3 separate regions of the Mus musculus genome follow, and regions 2 and 3 are each linked to region 1. The links are chromatin contacts, called in public Hi-C and HiChIP or PLAC-seq maps. All regions are on one chromosome and are shown on one strand. The core of a region is the stretch at or near the end of the contact, and the rest is flanking DNA. Distances in the headings are between cores, read along the strand shown. Region 1 holds the start of Nbea (neurobeachin). Region 2 overlaps Gm40053 (a long non-coding RNA gene). Region 3 has its middle 33 kb from the start of Gm40053.

Region 1 (4,009 bases), core at 606-3,105:
GAGCAGGGATTATTTTCTTTACCTGTTCTTCATCTCCAGTAACTGAAAACGAACAAGGAAAACAAAACTGAAATGAACACACCTATTGCCTGAGACACATAACAGAAAATTAAGAGCAGTCAAAGGGGTGTCAAGCTATGCACTAAAAAAGGAAAAGGGAAGATCAGGTTGTCAGTCTCTCTCAAAGCTCTCATTCAAGATGTCTAGAATAAAGCAAGAAGTACAACTTACTGTATATCTATTTATATGTACTTCATATATGTACACATCAGATATGTATGTGTGTGTGTATATATAGATTAAGATAACCTTTCAGCTTGGATTTTATAACTTAAGAGAGATATGGCATTTTAAATTTGCAACTGAAGTAGTTCTTATAGAACTAGATGATGCTTGCCTGAGCCAGGCACAGAAATTGTTGGTAGTTCTAAAAGTCACAGTTCTTTTTATTGTTTTTGTTTTCTAATACAGGGTTTCTCTGTGTAGCCCTGGTTGTCCTGGAACTAAAATCTGTAGACAGGGCTGTCCTGGAATTTAAAGATCTGCTTGCCTCTACCTCCCTAGTGCTGGGGTTAAAGGCTTGCTCCACAACCATCTAGTATCACTGGAATTCTTAATTGCCAAACTCTGAAGTCTTAAGGCTCTGCAAATTCCTCAAGCAGTTTTAATGATGTAAGCATGTTATAATTCCATTACTATTTTGTTTAAATAGACATACCAATTTACCACTTTTTTCAGGTACTTTTGTGCAACTACTTTAAAAAATTAATCAATTCAGTGGGAGTTTGTACCACTAATAAACATATAACCAAGAACTAATTGAAAATACAGGTATTAAGAAAGTTTGCCCTATGGTACTTTTGAAATGTTTATAAGATCCTGTATCATGGGAGTTACCAGTCAAAGAAGATGAATAGTAATAAATTATGCATTATGATTCATTTGTATACTGACCATTTCTTTGTTTGGGATGACAATTTAAATGATTTGAATACACCTTAGGATTTCTAATGTTTCTGGTGACTGGCAATATGTCTTTATCGAAAAGGGCTGACCACTTGAAATATTAAAGAAACTATATCCTTGATGTCAAGGAAGAAACCACCAGTCATACTTACGTGGTTTTAACTCAGTGCCATCAGAGATATTGCCATGTGCGTGTTATAATGTTTTCAATTGAAATTTTCTCACGGACTAAGGCTGGTCGTGAGGACCTCCAATGTATTTTGATAATTCATACAATTCTTGTGAACCTCATACGCCTATGGAAAAGGGAGATCACCCACCCACTGGCATCATACCTGAGGATCTTTGGGGATTTCTAGCAGGGGATTTGCTGCACCTACCCAACCACCTCATGAGGGTAGTCAGGGAGGCGAGTTCAAGAACTAGCTTGGCAGAGAGGCTCCCGGTTTGACAGCATCTATTTTAAGCCGCGCCCGTGTGAGCAGGTGTCAGCCTCTCCACGGGCTGTGGCAAGAGCCCGGCGACATTGGGCCTGTCTCCAGACCCCCGCAGCGAGGTGGGGCCGCGGACCCAAGGTGGACCAGGAGGAGGCAAAGGCGGCCGGGAGCAGGTGGCCCTCCACTCACCGCACGTGGCCCGCACGGCGAGGCCGAGGGGGAAGGAGAGCGGACGGGCGAGCCCTGTCCTTCCCCTCGCGACTCCTCCCCGCGCACCTGCTCACCTGTCGGCCCGGTCCCAGCGCGTGGGGGAGGGACGAGGGGTGAGGGATGCGGAGGAGGAGCGCCGGGAGAAAGAGGGGGTGCAGCGAGGACTCCGCCCCCCCCAAGCTGCGCGCAGGCGCAGTGGCCGCTACCGCAGGCAGGGGGCGGCAACATGGCGGAGTGAGCGGCGGCGTCGGGGCTTCACAACAACAGCGGCGCCGGTGGCAGCGGCCCGAGCTTTGGCCCCCGGCGGAGGGCGGAGGGCCGTGCGAGACGAGGCGGCATCCTCGCGGGGGGCCGGGCCGGCGGTAGCGAGCCGGGGAGATCGGTGCAGAGAGCGCCGAGGCGATCTGCGAGGAGCTCCGTGAGGCGAGCGCTGAGGCGGACCGTGAGCTCGCTGGGGAGACAGCTGCGGCAAGCCCGGGAGGAGACCTCGGAAGCGACCCTTGAGGCTGTCCCCGGAGGCGGTCGGCGAGGCGCCGCGCACGGCTGCCGGGCCCGGCTGAGGCGCGGACGGGAGCGGGCCCGGCGCCGCGGCGCTGGTGGATGCTGGGGCTGCGAGGCGCCGGCCGGGGGGCGGGGGCCGCGGCGGGGATAACGGAACCGGCGGAGGCGGCGCGGCGGCGCTGCACAGCTCCTCAGCAGCGGGGCGGATGGCGAGCGACAAGCCGGGCCCGGGGCTCGAGCCGCAGCCCGTCGCGCTCCTGGCCGTCGGGGCCGGCGGCGGTGCAGGCGGCGGAGGCGCCATGGGGGAGCCTCGGGGGGCGGCCGGCTCCGGCCCGGTGGTGCTGCCGGCGGGCATGATCAACCCTTCGGTGCCGATCCGCAACATCCGTATGAAATTCGCCGTTCTGATCGGACTCATACAGGTCGGCGAGGTCAGCAACAGGGACATCGTGGAGACCGTGCTCAACCTGGTAAGCGCCCCCCCTCCCAACCCCGGGCGTCCGCGCCCTGCCTCCCCGCGTCCCTCAGCCTCCTGTCCGTCCGCCCGCCCGCCCGCCCGCGCGCAGCCACGGCCGCGCCACCTCCCTCCTGTCACCCGCGCGGTGCCCAACTCAACCCGGCACTTCCGACGAGTGGTCGGTCCTTAGGGCCTGGGCCGTGAGTGGAGGTGTGAAGCGGCCCTCAGGTCCTTTGGGAGTTTCTTCTCCCCATCTCTTAATTGTCCGTGTTGTGGCTCTGAGAGGGTGACAGCCCGGCCCCTAGAGCCCGAGTCCCCCCAAGCGCCCCAGCCCCCACCCCCTCCCGTGCTCCTGAAATGGGAGAAGCGCACTGGTTCCAACTTGAGCAGCTGGGGTGCTGGGTTTTCCAGGGAGGACGACGAATGATGCAGATTTTGCATCTGTCTTTAAATACATTCCGTGGCAGTGATGGAGCGTGTTGTGCCTGTACTCACCCCTACCTCCATCTCTAGGCAATCTTCACCTCTTTGTAGTATCTCTCCAGATATGCTGATCTCTTACCTTTACGGGTGTGGGGCGCAGAAGGTGTTAAAATGTAAGGGGGGCACCGGATCTTACAGGTTGGTTTCTATGGTTGCGGTGGCTTGAGGATAAAGACCAGAAGAAAGATTTGAAAGGCAGCCTAGGTTTTGGCTCCTTTCATGGTAAGAGAGTTACTGCAGAAGTGTGTATGACTTAATGTTCTGCGCTAGCTACAGAGAACCTAAACAATGTTGAAGATGACTTGGTCCAGCAGAAGGAGAGGAAGAGCCAAAATAGAGCATAATTGAGGCTAGGTCATGGCTTTTGCGCTTTGCAAATGCATTTCTTTTGTTTTTGGTTTTGCCTTTCTTCAGCAAAGCTTCTTAAAAACCCGGCTTCCTCTGCATTGTCTAGCCTTTGACATTCAGTAAGGCTGGGTTTGGGAAGGCAAGGTGTGAGTCAGTAACAGTCAGTTGACCATTGTATTTGGTGTGAAGTCGCAGGAATATAAAGAAAAATGCTTGCTGGGGATTTTTATAACACTCATGAGGTCTGACTTTTCAGAGAAGCAATTATTTCTGTTTGGTGCCTTTGGAAAATTGAAAGAAAACTGCTGCTGTGGCAGTGGTACCCTGAGACGTGGATTAGATAACTCTGTTGTTTTTGCACCTTTGAAATTCGTGGAAAAGTTGGAGTACTTTTTGTCTTCTTTTTGCTAGTGTGTCAACTCAAAGCTAGGTCACCTGCCATTGCTTCTCTGTATGTATTGCAGCTTGAATGCAAAACTCCGTCAAATAAGTCACCACAAAAATCAGTGTAAGTTTGTGAGATTGTCATCCTATAGGTGTAACCAGTTCTTTTCAAAACACTAATGGGATTTTCTGGGGGCGGGGGTGGTGGTGGCAGCGGTGAGAG
Region 2 (3,992 bases), core at 1,377-3,876, 78 kb before region 1:
TATTTTGCTATACCCACAAATTAGCACACATCTCAACCCCTTTAATGAAGTTTCCTCTTGCAGTAGATGGTGATTGTGATGCTTATTCTTGGTTGTCAACTCTACTATATCTGGAATTAACTAAAAAGTGGCCAGATACAGCTTGTGAGGGATTTTTTATCAATAAAATCATTTGAACTGAGAAAATCTGCCTTTAATCCAGATCTTCTGAGGTGGAATCCTCCTTTTGATGACAGCCTATATAAAGGGCATGGAAGGAGGAAGCTTTTGCTTTTTGCCTGCTTTCCCTCACGCTGGCAAGTTTACTCTTTCATTAGAGGCTATTTCTTCAGGATTCTGCATATCTTAAAGACTATCTGAGATATCTAGCCTCATGGACTGAACAACTACTGAACTCTTAGAACTTTAATTGGTAGACAGCCAAATATATATATATATATATATATATATATATATATATATATATATATATATACACACACACATATAGAATACATATAATCACAAACTACATATATGTGTAAAATGCATATATTACATATATGTGTGTATGTAATGCATGTATGAATCTATATATAAGACAATATATCTGTTCTGTTCCTCTCTAAAACCCTAGCTAATACAGTGATTAATACAGAGACCCATAACTGATCAATAAGCAGAGAATAGGAGACTCTGTTTACCACTTAATGGGACATCTGTATCACACCCTTTTTCCCAGCTTTCAGAGATCATTTTTGAAGAGAGGTCAGAATGATTGTTAGAACTAGAGGCAGTGATAACTAGAACAAAAAGTGATTCCCAGATATAGCAGGGCAGTTGCAACATCACTGTCTCAGAGCAGTTGAGATATCATGCACCATACCTATACAAGTTCAATGGAGATAATACCGGCATGGAGAGAGGGATGAGTGCAATGTCCAACTCCTGGTTGAATAGCTATTGATAGCTTTGGGGAGAGGAAAAGTTGGGTTTGTTTGCTTGTCTTAAGGCTTCGATTCCTGTTAGTCATTCATACTCTGGAAGATAATCCCATGCCCAAGGGTATTTGGGCATCACAAATTGGACTCGTAGTTAAAAAAAGAAACGAAAAGAAAAAAGAAGGGCATAAATTTAGGGATAGGGAAAGGAGGTGGGAGTGAACTGGGACAGGTGAATATGATCAAAATATACTGCACAAAATTCTCAAAGAATTAAGTATTTAAAATCAAAATTTCAAAATGAAGTAGAAAAAATAGAGACCAGGAAAATTGTAAGTTCATATCCAAAAATAGAAGATTAAAGAATATCTCAGCTGCTGATCTTCTGATTCATATGCATGCTCATGCATGGACAACAGAATATTGTGAATGGTCCCCATGTCTCACAGCCCTTGACAATGTGTTGTGTAACCCATGTAATGCTTTAAATACTAATTATTATGCATGTACATTTCTATGAAATCACCTGGTATCCTGGACAGAGTAACTTGAGCATTCAGTGTTTCTGCAAAGACCTCTTCCTTGTGGTAGCATTGTGGAATACCTGGTAAGAAAATGTAACCCCTGTCCACTCCTCTTATTTCTGGAGACTGTAAAATATTTTATTTTCCAATATCTTCTATTGCTCCTTCACAGGACCATGTGAAAATCTCAAATGGGGGATTTAGGCTGTGTTAATCCTGTATAAACTAGGCTGTGTTAACTCTGTATAATCAAATTCAACTATATGTTTCCTAATAGTTATCCATTATAACAATGCTTTACATTTTTAAGAATTAAAGAAATCTGACCAGCTAATTTCAGAGGAAAAAAACAATGAATGCTTTGTTTCAAGTCAAAGACACATTCATTAGAAATAAAAGCAGACTACTAAATCTGTTCACTGAATAACAAAAACCATAACATAATTTTATTTATTATAGGCGTGATGTTCTAAGCTAACTTCTATACATAGAATAAGCTCTTGGGTCATGATCTTATTTAGAACTATCTTATATAGAGCATGTTAAATATTAAGCCAAGAACTAGCATGAGTTTAAATGGCTAAACATTTATCATTCATCTATATACCTAAGAAAAGACAAATTTACTTAGAACCAGAAAAGGTGACTATAAATCACTTTCTGTCCAAATTAAAATGATCAAGCCATGAGGTCACCAGCCTCTATTCTTCCACTGCAGTAGTTACTGAGTGAAAATTGTTTCCAAGAAATGCGGTGTTTGGAGGTATCTAGGACAATAGGTTTTCTATGTTGCATTTCCTGTGACTCACAGGAGTCTTGTGGTTTTTGAAAGTGTGCTCAATGCAGTACAGGGAAGAATTAACATTACAAAAACATTACACACAACTATGTAATGGGGTATAATGGAGATCTCAAATATTAAATTTTAAAACTTTATTTAATAAGGACTCACTGAGATAACTCTGTGTTGTTGCATATTATATACCACATATTGATTTTTTTAAAAAGCTGTATTTGTCAGGCATGTACACAATAATCTGATAATATCCTCTTAAGGGAAGCATAATTGAATAGTTAAGAGAAATAGTTCTCAACTTATTTTCTACCACAAAATGCTCAGTATCACATCACATTCCTGTGGACTGTGGGCCTGAGCCTGTAGCCAAATGCCGTGAAAAGAATTTTGGGGATCCTGGAAGTGGAGTCTGCAAATGAGAGTCTGGCCCCAAGCACAGATTCCAAAGGCTTCAAAATACAACTCTAAATTATTTGACATTTTTCCTGTGCAGTATGGCATTTATTGCCTATTCTATGAAGCTGGATTTTCATGGACTCGACAATGCTTAAATAATGACTCTGAGACTTATTAATGTTTGTAGCAGCTTAGGCCTTTAACTTGGAGTCCCTCACAGCTACTCTAAACCAACTAATTCTGGCCCTATGTCTTGCCACATGGCCAGCTCTACTTCTTTGCTGATGTTCACAGCCTTCTGCTCCCAGTTCCCACGAGTGAATCCTCTCCCTCTGATTCTTTTCCCAGAGACCCTCTCTCAGCCCAGACATCCTACCTTCCCTTTCCTGCCTAGCTATCAGCTGTCAGATTTTTATTAAGCCAATCAACAGGTAAGGAAGGAAGAGTGTTTACAAAACAGCAAGGTAGGTGATGAGCCATAAGGAAAATAATACTAAAATCAGGCCAGTACTCAGCTCTCTGATGAGCAATCAACAATTGAATATTCAGATCCAACTTTCACATAGTGCACCTCAACACAAGATGACCCAATGCACAGATTGTCTTAGCCAAGCATTGACCAAACAATGAGGACTTAGGTAAAAACAAAACAAAACAACAACAACAAAAACCAGTTTCATGGAAGGATCTAAAGAATACCCGCAATTCTGCTCACACGTATGATGTAAACAGAATCATCTGTGTGCTGAATTTTCACAAATCACATAATGGTCCTGGCAGTGTCAGTTACAAGCAGCTACCAATGAAACAGCATATACAGTTACTCATTACTTAACATCTGCTGCTCTTTCTTCTCTTTCCTCTCAAGGTACAGGTTCCAAGTGGCATGCATTCCTACAAGACAATGTGACGATCGATTGGCAGATATGTATCAAATCTTTTGTGCTATTATTAATCAATACTTTATTATTTACTTCTCTCATTTTGTTACAGAATTCCAGACAAATGCAATGTAAGGGAGAAGTGGTTTATCTGGATTGACATTGGGGAGCACAGTCCATCACAACCCGACAGACATGGCGGCAGGACCATGAAATAGCTGTTCACATTACACTCACAATCTCGAAGGTGAGAGAGTTGAATTTTGGTCCTTCACTATCTCTTTCCTTTTTATACAATCCTAGATCTCAGCCCAAGATTTAACTGCAACAAATGTGTTAGCTAAAGCCAGGGTTCTGTAATGGACAGGATTTTCACAAAGCAAAGAACCTATAAGGATGCCTCCATGATTAAAGCACTTTTTGTTCCTGCAGAGGACACAGATTCAGTTCCCAGCACCCACATGATGGCATGAAA
Region 3 (4,038 bases), core at 772-3,271, 120 kb before region 1:
GCTTCAGCCTTTTGAGCCATGTGGGTAGCAAGCATCAGGCACTGCACTGGCTCTGTGTACTTCCTAACTGCCAAATGTTAAATAGCATCTCTAGTCAGCAGCTGCCCCTTTTTGTCTTTTAGGTTCATTCTCTTTCTATTTTTCTGCTGTCATTTAGTAGATATTCAAGAAAACATAAAATATATATTCAATCACTACGTTGGTATAAATCTTATTAATTAATTGGTGTTCTGTATCTCTTTAAAGCCTTAATCTATTTTTCTGCCTTCTTTCTACCTCTCCTTTTATATTCCAAAGAAAACATCCAACTACTGTTGCATATAAAAGTTACAGTGATGTTCTAGTTTTCTTATGATGGGTATATTTTAATTTTTAACATCAAAAGTGGTCCAATTCACAGACCACATGAAGCTCAATAAGAAGGAAGAGCAAAGTGTAGGTGCTTCGGTCCTTCTTAGAAGGAGAACAAAATACTCACAGGAGCAAATATGGAGATATAGTGTTGAGCAGAGACTGAAGGAAAGGCCACCTAGAGACTGTCCCACCTGGGGATTCATCCCATATACAGTTACCAAACCCAGAAACTACTGTGGATGCCAAGAAGTGCATGCTGAAAGGAGCCTAATGTGGCTGTCTCCTGAGAGGCCCTGCCAGAGCCTTACAAATAGAGATGGATGTTTGCAGCCAACCATTGGACTGAGCACAGGATCCCCAATAGAGGAGTTAGAGAAAGGACGGAAGGAGATGAAGGGGATTGCCACCCCACAGGAAGAACAACAATATAAACCAACCAGCACCCCAAGAACTCCCAGGGACTAAGCTATCAAGGAGTACACATGGCTCTAGCTGTATACATTGCAGAGGATGGCCTTGTCGAGCATCAATGGGAGGAGAGGTCCTTGGTCCTAAAAGGCTTGATAGATGTCCCAGTGTAGGGGAATTGAGGGCGAGGAGGTAGGAGTGGATGGATGGGTGGAGAAACACCCTCATAGAAGCAGGGAGAGGGAGGATGTGATAGGGTGTTTCCGGGAGGAAAGGAAAGCAGGAAAGGGGATAACATTTGAAACGTAAATAAAGAAAATATCCAATTAATAAAAAAGTTGTCAACTTTAGATACATATCAAGAAAAGATATCGGTGACTCCAAAAGCTTGCTCTGTTCAAAGAGCACAGTTCCCAGATCTACATCCCTCTGTAAGACATTTCCAGTTATATGACCAAGGCTGAGTTGCCAGAAGCCCAGTGCTTTCCTCCAGCGTATGGTTGGGAAGGCATGTCAAGTGTATGATTAAACCTTCGTGTGTTGGTGGTAGCTTCTCCACACATAATGAGCTCTGAGTAAACACAGAGTAGAAACTACTGAAAAAGGCCCAATGTTAATGCACAACAGAGGCCACTGCAAATAAACATAGTGGAGCACCCATTTGCTCAGAGATGAATAAAGCAAGCCCCTGACATCTTTTCTAAAGTTTTTCTAAAAACATGGGTACAATGTGGGAACAGGAGTCATCTTTCACTGTTCCCCATCGTTAATGGTCGGCTTTGTTGTGATCATTAAAGATGATCACTGGCAAGTAGCAAACTTCGTGGAAGTTTGAAATGCCCTGGAGTTACTTACGCATGTGCTGTGGCAATCTGAGGGAAGTAAAACAAAGGAGAGATTAGGATAGTTTTCCAAGAAAACCGAAAAGCTTTGTTGACTCTGGGGAATCCCACCTACAGGAGAAAGAAGCGGCAAGACACTGTCCCAAAGATGGGGAGCAGGCCCTCGTTCTAGGGCAAGTGAAAGTTCCCACTGTGCTCCTTGCACTGTGATCTAGCTACCAAGCTATGTCATTCTGAGTAGGAAGACCAAAGGGATTGACATGCAAATCAGCTCCCCAGGCAACCTACATGCCTTAAATTCTGCTCAGGGAGGAATATTTGGGGTGCTCATTTGCATTGCATTGGCTGGTTACCAAAAAGTACATTGGGTTCACAGCCACTTTAAAACACTCCTTGTCAGATCCTGAGAACAAATGGAGATGTCTGAACAAAGGTGACTGAGCAGTGAACTCTCCACCATAAGTCAGAGAAAGACAATACACCCCTGCTGGGAAGATAAATATTCTCTTTGCGTGTGCACAAACTGAGGCCACAGACGACTGTGACTACCTCTTGTTAAAACAAAGCTCTTGGACCCATTAGCTTCTTTTCAGGTTTGATCTCTGGTTCCCCACTCCTTGGTGCTTCCAAATGAGTTCCTCTTGGAGTCAGAGCGCATGCTAATGTTACTGCATCTGCTTCCAATTTATAAAAGTGCACTTTAGGAAATGCTTTTTTCTTTAATCCATAACAGTATTTATTGCTGCAGGGGAATCCTAGCCCTGTCCTTTGGCAAGCTCTCAACTCTTAATTTAAACAGGCAAAGCAGTGCATTTCTTCCCTTCCTTAAATGGGGACTTTGTCCTCGGCAGAGTTTGGCTACTTGATTGTTAATAATAAAAATAATCAGAATAAGAATCATGACATTAAATGATCATCTTAAAGTCAGGGCACTTCCAGAAGCTTCTTTTCCTAGCATCTTTGTATATAGCACCTGGTTAGGCTTCATTTCCAAGACAGGGTTTCACAGTACAGTTCAAGCTTGTCTTAGACTCACAATCTCCTGCCTCAGTCTCCCAAGTGTTAGTTACAGGTGTGAACCACAGTATACAGCTTCTATTGTCCTTTCAGTAACTATAGTACCTGAACTGTTCCAGAGCACCTACCTTTCTGCTCTCTAGTGTCTAACACTTTCTGGAAAAATAAAATAAAGTAGGTCCATTCAGTAATAGACATTACACACTTTCTCAATACCATAAGTAGACACAGTTTTCTCTCTAAGATTGTCAGAAAGGTATATGGAGAGGAATATAATTATTTCAAACATATTGCGTAATAGACTATATCAGTTCCATCAGCGAAACTCATGTCTGTGTGGCGCTATTACTGATACTTTGAGAATCTCCTGGAGTTAAGTCCTACCTGTTTTAACAAGCAACACTCAAGAGGTGACAATGATCTAGTTCCCCAACACTGAAAGGTCAAGGGAGATAAAACACACAAGAGGAGCCCAATAGGTCACATAGTCATTCATGCACAATAACTGCAAACAGCCACCTTTTAAAGGATGCTTACCTGTGTTCCTACTTCCTTTTTATAATCTTATCCTTTTTGTCTCAGTGTTCTACTCTGTATGGCACAGTGCAAACATTTTTTATAACAAGCAAACAACAGTAAATCAGATCTTTTAACTTTATGGCCTCCGTGCAAATATTTAACTTTTATCCCTGTTTCTTATTTTTAAAGGACTTCTATGTTAGAGAAGTAGTGTTTAGTTTTTTTCAGTATACTAGCGAATAAATGAAAGGTTCGAAAATAAAAATAGCATTAAATACAAATAAGACCTATGGCATAGCTGAAATCTGAATTAGAAATGAGTAATGCCAGTATAGTGATATAGTTTTTAACCAGCAAAAGCCACAGAGGGAGCGCTGCTCAGTGGGAAATGTGTACCCTGCAATGTTTTATTGTTTAGAAATTGAAAACATTTTTTCCCTAAAATCAGTTGTTCCTATATTCTCACCAAATGGTATGGAACAAAATACAATTAATGTCTTAATTATCTTCAGTTTTTACATTTTTTAAGAGAACCTGATGACTGGATTTAAAATTTGGTCCTATTTATGAGTGATTCTGAATGTTTGTGGAGTCCTAGTATGTTGTGTCCCCTTTAACAGAATTTTTATAAGGGAGTTATTTAGAAAGAGTAGAAATGTGTTTCTCACCATCTGGAGGTTGGGAACCTCAAGGCAGAGTGCCATCATGTATCTGGAGGCAGTCTTTTTGGTGAGATGCCACATGGCATGACAGAAGAGCATAGGAGATCCACTCCAACAAACCCACATCCATTCCTGCAGGCACAAACCAGCTAACACACAACACTGATGAACTCGCAGAGAGATGCACACAGGGCCTGAGCTTTAGGTCCCAACTGTGTGGACTTCACAGGACATAC

Evidence for each region. Hi-C and Micro-C count contacts between places; a contact is called where the count stands out from the background. HiChIP or PLAC-seq counts read pairs in DNA pulled down with a chosen protein or histone mark.
Region 2: an HNF4G HiChIP or PLAC-seq map of pancreatic cancer cells shows a contact between it and region 1. The contact joins the enhancer-like site here to the promoter of Nbea in region 1. A contact is called at or near these places in 1 of 39 promoter capture datasets (the 3T3-L1 cell line), 5 of 484 Hi-C or Micro-C datasets (the HL-1 cell line, the MNK3 cell line, hematopoietic stem and progenitor cells and 2 more) and 1 of 115 datasets of contacts at active chromatin or transcription factors (pancreatic cancer cells).
Region 3: a Hi-C map of stem cell-derived motor neurons shows a contact between it and region 1, with 5 times the contacts expected there. The contact joins the enhancer-like site here to the promoter of Nbea in region 1. A contact is called at or near these places in 4 of 39 promoter capture datasets (the 3T3-L1 cell line, the HPC-7 cell line, epiblast stem cells and 1 more), 6 of 484 Hi-C or Micro-C datasets (LSK cells, cortical neurons, embryonic stem cells and 1 more) and 7 of 115 datasets of contacts at active chromatin or transcription factors (craniofacial prominence, embryonic forebrain, embryonic hindbrain and 4 more).

Annotation. Positions count from the first base shown.
Region 1 is chr3:56,181,547-56,185,555 of GRCm38.p6, reverse strand. It overlaps Nbea (neurobeachin), which reads left to right and starts at 1,855. Exons shown (of 58, transcript NM_030595.1): 1 at 1,855-2,584. The coding sequence starts at 2,321.
Region 2 is chr3:56,260,640-56,264,631 of GRCm38.p6, reverse strand. Gm40053 (a long non-coding RNA gene) reads left to right here. Exons shown (of 3, transcript XR_867300.1): 2 at 3,630-3,764. Among named protein-coding and RNA genes, the nearest start is that of Gm40053, 7.3 kb to the left of the region's middle. Within about 2 kb of position 2,626, at least 38 of the 459 cell types and tissues checked have an H3K27ac peak or open chromatin away from gene starts, as enhancers often do. A contact at or near this core is called in the MNK3 cell line and pancreatic cancer cells, where this site is marked.
Region 3 is chr3:56,300,809-56,304,846 of GRCm38.p6, reverse strand. No RefSeq gene overlaps it. Among named protein-coding and RNA genes, the nearest start is that of Gm40053, 33 kb to the right of the region's middle. Within about 2 kb of position 2,021, at least 30 of the 459 cell types and tissues checked have an H3K27ac peak or open chromatin away from gene starts, as enhancers often do. A contact at or near this core is called in craniofacial prominence, neural progenitor cells, neural tube and 1 more, where this site is marked.